Linked DNA regions of Arachis hypogaea: region 1 is linked to region 2. Evidence: chromatin contacts called from public Hi-C data. All regions are on one chromosome and are shown on one strand. Each heading gives the region's core, a stretch centred on a gene start, on an enhancer-like site or on the middle of the called end of the contact. The rest is flanking DNA. Distances are from core to core; before and after follow the strand shown.

The links. Hi-C and Micro-C count contacts between places; a contact is called where the count stands out from the background.
Region 1: a contact with region 2 is called in a Hi-C map of leaf, with 4 times the contacts expected there. The contact joins the promoter of LOC112801021 here to the promoter of LOC112801018 in region 2. A contact is called at or near these places in 2 of 8 Hi-C or Micro-C datasets (leaf and an unstated tissue).

Annotation. Positions count from the first base shown.
Region 1 is chr5:26,917,627-26,921,978 of arahy.Tifrunner.gnm2.J5K5, forward strand. It overlaps LOC112801021 (formin-like protein 4), which reads right to left and starts at 2,730. Exons shown (of 2, transcript XM_025843519.3): 1 at 1,290-2,730; 2 at 1-1,189. The coding sequence starts at 2,677.
Region 2 is chr5:26,736,414-26,740,484 of arahy.Tifrunner.gnm2.J5K5, forward strand. LOC112801018 (pyruvate dehydrogenase E1 component subunit alpha, mitochondrial) reads left to right here and starts at 2,589. Exons shown (of 9, transcript XM_025843515.3): 1 at 2,589-3,445; 2 at 4,030-4,071. The coding sequence starts at 2,921. LOC112801017 (DExH-box ATP-dependent RNA helicase DExH15 chloroplastic) reads left to right here. Exons shown (of 8, transcript XM_025843514.2): 8 at 1-440. The coding sequence ends at 271.

The sequences.
Region 1 (4,352 bases), core at 1,480-3,979, 180 kb after region 2:
GTTACGAGCAATCTCAATGCATGCTTGATCAACCATTCCCAGAAAATCCTTCACTATCTCAAACAGTTGAAGCGGTTGTTCACTCTCTTTCCATGCCCCTCCTCCTTGATAATAAGCTGTTGTTTTCTTCACAAGCTGCATCACCCTTCCATGTTCTTCACTCACCAATTTCACTTCTTCCTCAGCTTCTGATAGAAAACGGTTCATTTCTCTTGCAAAATTCCCTCCTTTATCATTTCCTCCACACTTCAAAACGAGTTCTCGAATCTCAGCTATCCTTGCTGAAAGTGCTGAGATTGAACCAACAAAACTTTTGTAATCTGTTAGTGTTGCTTTCTTTACATTGGAGAACTCAGAACTGACCCCTCCAACAATTGGCAATCCTAGTATTATGTATTCCCTTTTTCTTTGTTCATCTGAAACAGAATTCTCAGTGTTTCCACTGCTAATACTGCTGCTACTTCTACTTCTGCTGCTACTTCGGCTCACGCTGTAGTCTCGATTGAGAACAGCACGTTTGCCTTCAGATCGGACCACTTCCTCAACCACAAAGTGAAGCAATGTGGTTTTTCCATCGGTGCTCTTCACATCAGAAAGTTTCCTAAGAGAAGCCAAGTTGAAAGCTTGAGCATTACCTCTATGAGTACCTGCATTCATGCGATTTCCGGCCTTAAGCACTGCTTCAAGAAGCTTCAGGAACACTCCTTGGTTCCTAAGCTCCTTACATCCCAACTCAAGTGTCTGCAGAAACTCCTTGATTTCGACAATCTCGGCATCATAGTTCAGCCTGAACAGCATGGCATTCAAGCGCTTAAACGCCGAAGGAACGGCTTTGAGAGTATGATACAGGAAGGACTCCGCTGCAGGAAGGTTTTCAGGATCTCCTCTGTATTGGAGTATTAGAGATTGCTCTTCTTCTGTTGGAGCAACTCTAGAAAGCTTTTCAATGGTATCTGTGTTGAGGCCATGACCATCAAGGAGTGCATCAAAGACTTCTTTTCTTGATATTGCAAGAGATTTCAACACAATGGCAGTGTTCTGTGATTTTCTTGGGTCAAGAAGGGTGGATGCCTTTGTTGATGGAGCTGAGGCAGAGGAACCCTTGCTTGGACTCCCTGAATCATTCGCTTTTGGGGTGTTGTGGTTAACAACATAGCCAAAGAGAGCTTCCATAAGATCATCATCGACCCTGAAGAATTATATGTAAACAATAAGTGCCAAATTCAAATGATCAAAATTTGCATATTAGTTTCAGTGAATTGAATGTGATAGGAATATTAGTATTATACCTGAAGGAGCCACGGTCAATTTTGTCCCAAACCATGGAGTGATCAAGATTAGCATTGACTTTATCCCAATGCAGAGGCTTCAGTTTCACTTGACGATTGCTGGTTTCTTGCATATCTTCATCTTTAGATTTGCCTTTTCTCGAGTATGATGGTGCTTCAATAGGGGTAGGAGTTGGTTTTGATGATGACTTTGGATTTCCTCCCTTTGGTGGCCCCTTTCTAGAAGGAATCGGTGGAGGCGGCGGTGGCGGGGCTTGGCTCTTTCTACCAGTAATTGGTGGAAGAGGAGGAGGTTGTGGTGGAGGTGCTTGGCTCTTTCTTTCTGGTACTGGTGGAGGACATGGTGGTGGCACTGCTTGGCTCTTTGGAATTGGTGGCGGAGGTGGTGGAGGTGGCGGCAGTGTAGGTGCTGAACTTTTTCTATCTTGGATTCTTGGAGTGGAAGGTGAAAGTGGTGTAGGAGTTGATGATGAAGAAATGGAGGGTGGTTTTGGTTGTGAATGGCTAACAAAATCAAGTTTATCAAAACCATTAATTGGAGGAGGAGGATGAGGTGGTGGAATCTTCATAATAGTGTATGGTTCTACAGGAAATATATTCAAATGTGAAGAATTTGAAGATAACCCTCTTAGCAAAGGAGTTTCTTGAACATTAGATTCAGGTTGTGTCCTTTGATCATAATATCCTTCGTGATCGTTTTCTTTGTTTTTGTGACTTTTACCCAATACCTCTTTTGAGTTCTTACCATCTTGAAGCCTTTTCCAAAATACAACATCCAAACCATTCTCATCAACAATCAGCCCTTTTATGTTACCTTCCATTCTCTCATACACACTCACCTGAGGTTGAGGTTGAGGCTGAGGCAGAGGCACCACAACATTCCTATGATCTCTATGTGTTGCAGAAGAAGCCATGGTTGTTGTAGTAGTGTTGGTTATGTCAATTCTCTTCTTTGCTCTGAAGCACCTTAGACCTAAGAAGAACACAATTCCACAAACAGCTAGTGTGCATGCTGCAGTTGCAGCTACAGCCTTTGCTACTTTACTGTTTGATGATGGTGATGGAGATGGCGGTGATTCTTCCGGATTTATTGTTGGTAATGATGGTTCTTCTGCTGTTTCAATTGGATAGAAAGTTTCAATGTTCTGAGGATTAAAATTGGTTTGGGAATAACATGTTTGTATCAAAAAAATATGTGAAACAAAGAGAAGGCTCAGAAGAAGCACAGCATTCTTCAGAGCCATAACATTAGAGAATGAAGCATGGATTAGATTACATTCATCACACGGTTTTCTAAATCCTAAGACAAGAAATTTTAATGCACTTTTTCTTCTTCTTCTTCTTCTTCTTCTGTTCTTTCCCTTGATTATAATTGAAAGTTTGTCCATTTTCTTGTTATATTGGTTTTGTTAGTGTGTGAAAGTTTCAAAAGAAGTAAGCTGATAAATGTCGTTAGTTGGTAGTTTCCAATTTCATTAAACCATGCAATGACCAACATGACCCTGGATCTTAGAAATGCGTAAATGGCGTAGTTGAGGGGTATTTTAGTACTTTTGTGGCAGGATTTGGTCAAACTACAAAAGGATATGTGAATTAAGTAGTATTTGAAAGAGACTTGTCACTTGTGCACTATTCCACTGACTATGTCAAACATGTTAATATTGCATGCGGGGTTTGAGGTGGCACTAGAATAATGATCCAAATCCAAAAGCTTTTTTTCTTTTTTGAGTCAAATGCCATTAATTTATCATCATGGCACAGTTATCCTATCTTTGACTTTGCCTTAATATACTACCAATTATAATTAAAGGTATCTTATTTATATACATTAACTTGCGAGTTATTCTGATTTATATATTGTTGAATGAATTAGACCGTGAATATTTAAAAAAAGATAAAGAAAAATAAATTATTAATCGGTTCCGCTACATTGCCAACAGCATATTTGTCAACTTCTACCAACTCTTATTTATAATTGTATTTTTATGGAAGTGTGTTCATAGATGTGTCTAATAAAAATGTCTTTTTTATAACTGTGTTTAATAGAAGTGTCTTTATAGATATATTTTCTGGATGTGTCTCTTTATAAATGTATTTAAAATATATTAATTATTAGACACATCTACGAATACACTTCCATAAAACACAAATATAAATAAAAATTAACAGAAATTAGTAGATAATATGTTGGTAACCTATACTTTTCCATTATTAATTAACATAGCATACTATTTAGTAGCAAATAATATGCGAGTTAAAACTAAAAATGGTGTCTCATATATTATTTTAATGATTAATGAAAAGTTAGATTAGTTGCTTCTAGAAGCTAAAAAGGCACAAGAAGAAAGGGAGAAGTTCCATTACAGAAATTTGTGGTGAAGGATTTGGTTGACTTGATGGTCATGCTGACGCCAACCTATATAGTAAGGATCCAAGATGTTTTGTTTGAACTTTGAAAGACAAATGCTCTTGTGGAGACATCATTAAGTGTAGATAATATTGTAAATTGTTAAATTATTTAATATATTTAATTTAAATATATTTTATTAAATAATTTAAATATTCGTAATGTTATTTTTATGTAAAGACAGTTTTATGAAAGTATATCTACTTTTTTAAAATGGATAAAGATATTAAAAATATTTTTTAAAATATTTTTTAAAAATTAAAATTTAATTATTTAATACATATAATTAATTAAACTGTATTATTTTTATTAAAATTAAATCGAATAAATCAGTTTAGCTAAAAAATTAACAAATTAAATTTTAAACTGATTTAAATTAATATTTTTTATAAAAATAACTATAATATTTTTATTATAAAAAATAACTAAAATATTAATATTATATATATATATATTAATTTTGAAGATTGTAAATTCTAATCCTATGACGATAGAAAAGAAAAAAATAAAATTTAGAATTTTTAAAATTAATATATATAATAAAAATATTTTAGTTATTTTTTATAATAGGTATATTGTAGTCATTTTTTATGAAAAATAATATTAATTTAAATCGATTCAAAATTTAATTCACTACTTTTTAATTAAATTAATTT
Region 2 (4,071 bases), core at 1,339-3,838:
CATTCAGGAGAAACATGGGGTGATGATACCTTGCTGTTTGGATAGCCAGTTTTGCGGTATGGTTGAAGCATGGGCTTCTGGGTTGACTTGGAGAGAGATAATGATGGATTGTGCAATGGACGAAGGCGATCTTGCTCGCCTCCTACGTAGGACTATTGATCTGCTAGCTCAGATTCCAAAATTGGCAGACATTGATCCTTTGTTGCAGCGCAATGCAAAGGCTGCATATGATGCCATGGACCGGCCGCCAATTAGTGAGCTTGCCGGGTAGTCTGTCTGTCTCTTGCTTCTTTTCTGGTGTATCATTCATTTGTAAATATTGTATGATTATTGATTAATTCCAAAGATTATTCTTATGATATCAATATAGATTCATAAGTGTACAAGTTAGTTTTGATCAATGGGAAGTCAACTAGGATTCGAGACGAACTTTATTTAAAGCGCAGGAAGTTCGAAAGGTTAGCAGTCAATTTGATTGGTAGGGGACTAAATCTCTAAAATAGTCCTTTAAAATTCACGGTTTTTATCATTTTAGTCTTTTAAATTTAAAATTTACTATACTTATATTCGAGATCAAGCTCTAGGCACTATTTATTTTTAAACTCTCTCTAGCAGTGAATAATGATACTTTGAAATTCAAATTAAAACATTTTTTGTTAATACAATTTTTTTTTAAATACGACATCTTTTGATTATATTAAATACAAAAATATCAAATATTTTAACTTTAAATTTTTTGTAGAATAATCTCTAATAATTTTATTGAATATTATTGAGTGGCTATATATATATATTAGAAATACATACATAAGAATCTAATGAATAAATTTATTATTACTTCTGTCCAAAAAATACAAAAAAATTATGGTACAGTATTATTGTGCAATTCATAATAATAATAATAATAATAATAATAATAATAATAATAATAATAATAATAATAATAATAATTTTTTGGGATTAAAATGTCCGTTTTTTAAATTTTTAAAGACTGATTTGGGTAATTACTCTGCTGGAAAATGAATTAAGGATTGATTTATTTGTCGGAGTAAAACCTTGGAGATTGATCTGTGTTTTAATTTTTCTTAGCGACTAAAATGTCCGCTTTTAAAATCTTTGGAGACTAATTTGGGTAATTACTCTATAAATTATTATTCACTCCTCACGTACCTATGTTCCCATATTCAGAGAATTCCATGCATACATGATATCAAGATCCAATGCATACATGATATTCAGAGAATTCCAATGCATAACTGCCTCACTTTTTTCATCATCATCCTCATCCTCCTCCTCGTCACCGGCTTCGTAGGTAGCTTCAAACTGACTTTGTAGGTAGTTTCGAAGTCTTCTTTGTTATCACTGTTCATTTCTTTGTACACTTCAACTCTATCATCTTGTACGTCTGAGTCATGTTGAATCTCATCCGTAGCTATATGTTCAAACTCAACATACAACTCAATCTTTGGGTGTTGTACCTGAATCTGCTGGTGAATATGAAACATATGTTGAATACTTGTTTCGTCAATGATTAGCATAATATCAAACTATATTAGGCCGCCAAATACGATAACAAAATTCCTGTAGAGAATATTGTTTATCCTCTTTAAAATATTACTTTCTATATTTTGACAAAGACCATACTGTAGTTCTGCAAATGTCATAATGCATGGAACCACAAATGAAAATGAATTTTCACACACAAAACTCACCACCTCATTTGTATTTTTTATAATCTCACCATTGTAGTACACCATTCTATTTGTAGTACCCTCTATTACATCAACAATACTTTTTTTATAATCTCACCATTATAGTACTTTTTTTATAATCTCACCATTGTAGTACACCATTCTATTTGACGATAAGGATGTTAGCCGAAGTCTCAACACTCACTCGTCAAAACACATCATGCTAGGAAGAGGTATCCACACCCTTATAAGGCATGTTTCATTCTACTCCCCAACTGATGTGGGCCTTACAGATCACGCATCCTACATGTTTAACTCAACATGTTTCCTATGTGTTGGAACTGCTCCACCTGCAACATCCACTCACCTGCAATTATACCAAATAGGTTTATTTTCAGAAAAACATCCAAAATATTTCTATATAAAAAAATGAGCCGATATTTTAATATTTTTTAATTATATAAAATATTTAAATATTTTTTAGTTTAATAAATAATAATATATATTATTTTTAAACTTATTTTAAGAATAAGAATAGACACGCTCATACGTGATAGTATTTAAGTATATTCAAACGTATTCGAAGAAATTTTTTTATTTTTTATTACGATACAATTGGTCACTAAAAATATGTGTGTCTAACGAATGTTAATGAATATCATGTTCGATACAACATAATATTTATTTTTCATAATAAATTGTAGATATTTAAATTTTTATAATTTTTATATTTATAAATATAAAATTAATTATTTGACCTTTTTAATAATTAGGCAATAATATTTAGACCTATGGCAAACATATAGTATTTTACCAAACAAATACTAGTTAAACAAATTAATTATTTTAGTATATAGTTATTACTTATTACTTCTTAGAGATATTAGATTAGAGATCATCGAAAAGCAAATACAACAATATTAAACATTTAACACACTAATTAATTTAGTTCATGTGGCAGTAACATGACGAGACACAAAACAAATCACTCTCGGACACGATTATTCCCCTCCAAAAATTTCTCCTTTTATATTTTTTCACCTCTGTTTCCTTCTCCTTCTTGATCTTCCACCTTTCTCTCTAACCTCCAAACTTTTCTCTCTTTTCTCTTCTTCACTTCAAAACCCCTCAACCCCATTTCCACATTCCACTCTTACCCCAAAAACTCTCCACACCAAAACAAAAATTAAACCAATTTTCTTTGTTCTTCGGTACAAGAGAATCTAATCATGGCTCTGTCACGCATAGCATCATCATCTCATGCATCCAACCTCCTTAAACCCCTCTCCACCGCCTTATCCATCCGCCGCCTTATCTCCTCCGACTCCACCGTTCCCCTCACCATCGAAACCTCTCTTCCATTCATCTCCCATAAATGCGACGCGCCCCCACGCGCCGTCGACACCTCCGCCTCGGAGCTCTTCTCCTTCTTCCGGGACATGGCCACCATGCGCCGCATGGAGATCGCCGCCGACTCACTCTACAAGGCCAAGCTCATCCGCGGCTTCTGCCACCTTTACGACGGTCAGGAGGCTGTGGCCATCGGCATGGAGGCCGCCATCACCAAGAAAGACGCCATCATCACCGCCTACCGCGACCACTGCACCTTTATTGGCCGCGGAGGCACGCTCCTCGAGGTCTTCGGCGAGCTCATGGGCCGCATCTGCGGCGGCTCCAAGGGCAAGGGCGGCTCCATGCACTTCTACCGCAAGCAGACCAATTTTTTCGGTGGCCATGGCATCGTCGGAGCTCAGGTGCATTTTAGTTAACTAAGAGTTAGTTACAGTTAGTTCAAATTTGTTATGATCTAGTTAAGAATTCGTTGAGTTAGTTGAGGAATTAAGTAAGTAGTTAGTCGTACTTGTTAGCAAGTTTTCCATGCTGGATTAGGCCCACTCAATTTTAATTTGTTATGAAGCATATCCTATGATTGTTAGTGGGTCAAGGCCACTGCATATTTCCAATAAATCAAATCTTACACTTCAAGTCCTTGACCCTGATAAGAGATGAAGTAGGCCTAACCAAGTCTATTTGTTAGATTTAGTTAAGAGTACAGCTGGAGGGTCTAATGGTTAGCTTACTAGTCAGTTTAAGCAAGTGTCAGTTCATATCCCGCCTTGTACATGCTACAACCCATTGGCAAACCCTTAAATGAGCTCCGATAGGCGATAGTTTAGTTCTTGGCTTGCTGGACTGGCGGATACCATAGAAACCAAAGATTTAGTTAAAAGTAGTTAAGTTAGTAGATAATTATACTAATTTGTGATCAAACACTTTCCACTCTTCCGTTTGTCTTTGACCTTCTTTTTGGCTCTCAAATTTGTTCTTTTTTCAACAGATTCCGCTTGGATGTGGGTTGGCGTTTGCTCAGAGGTACTCC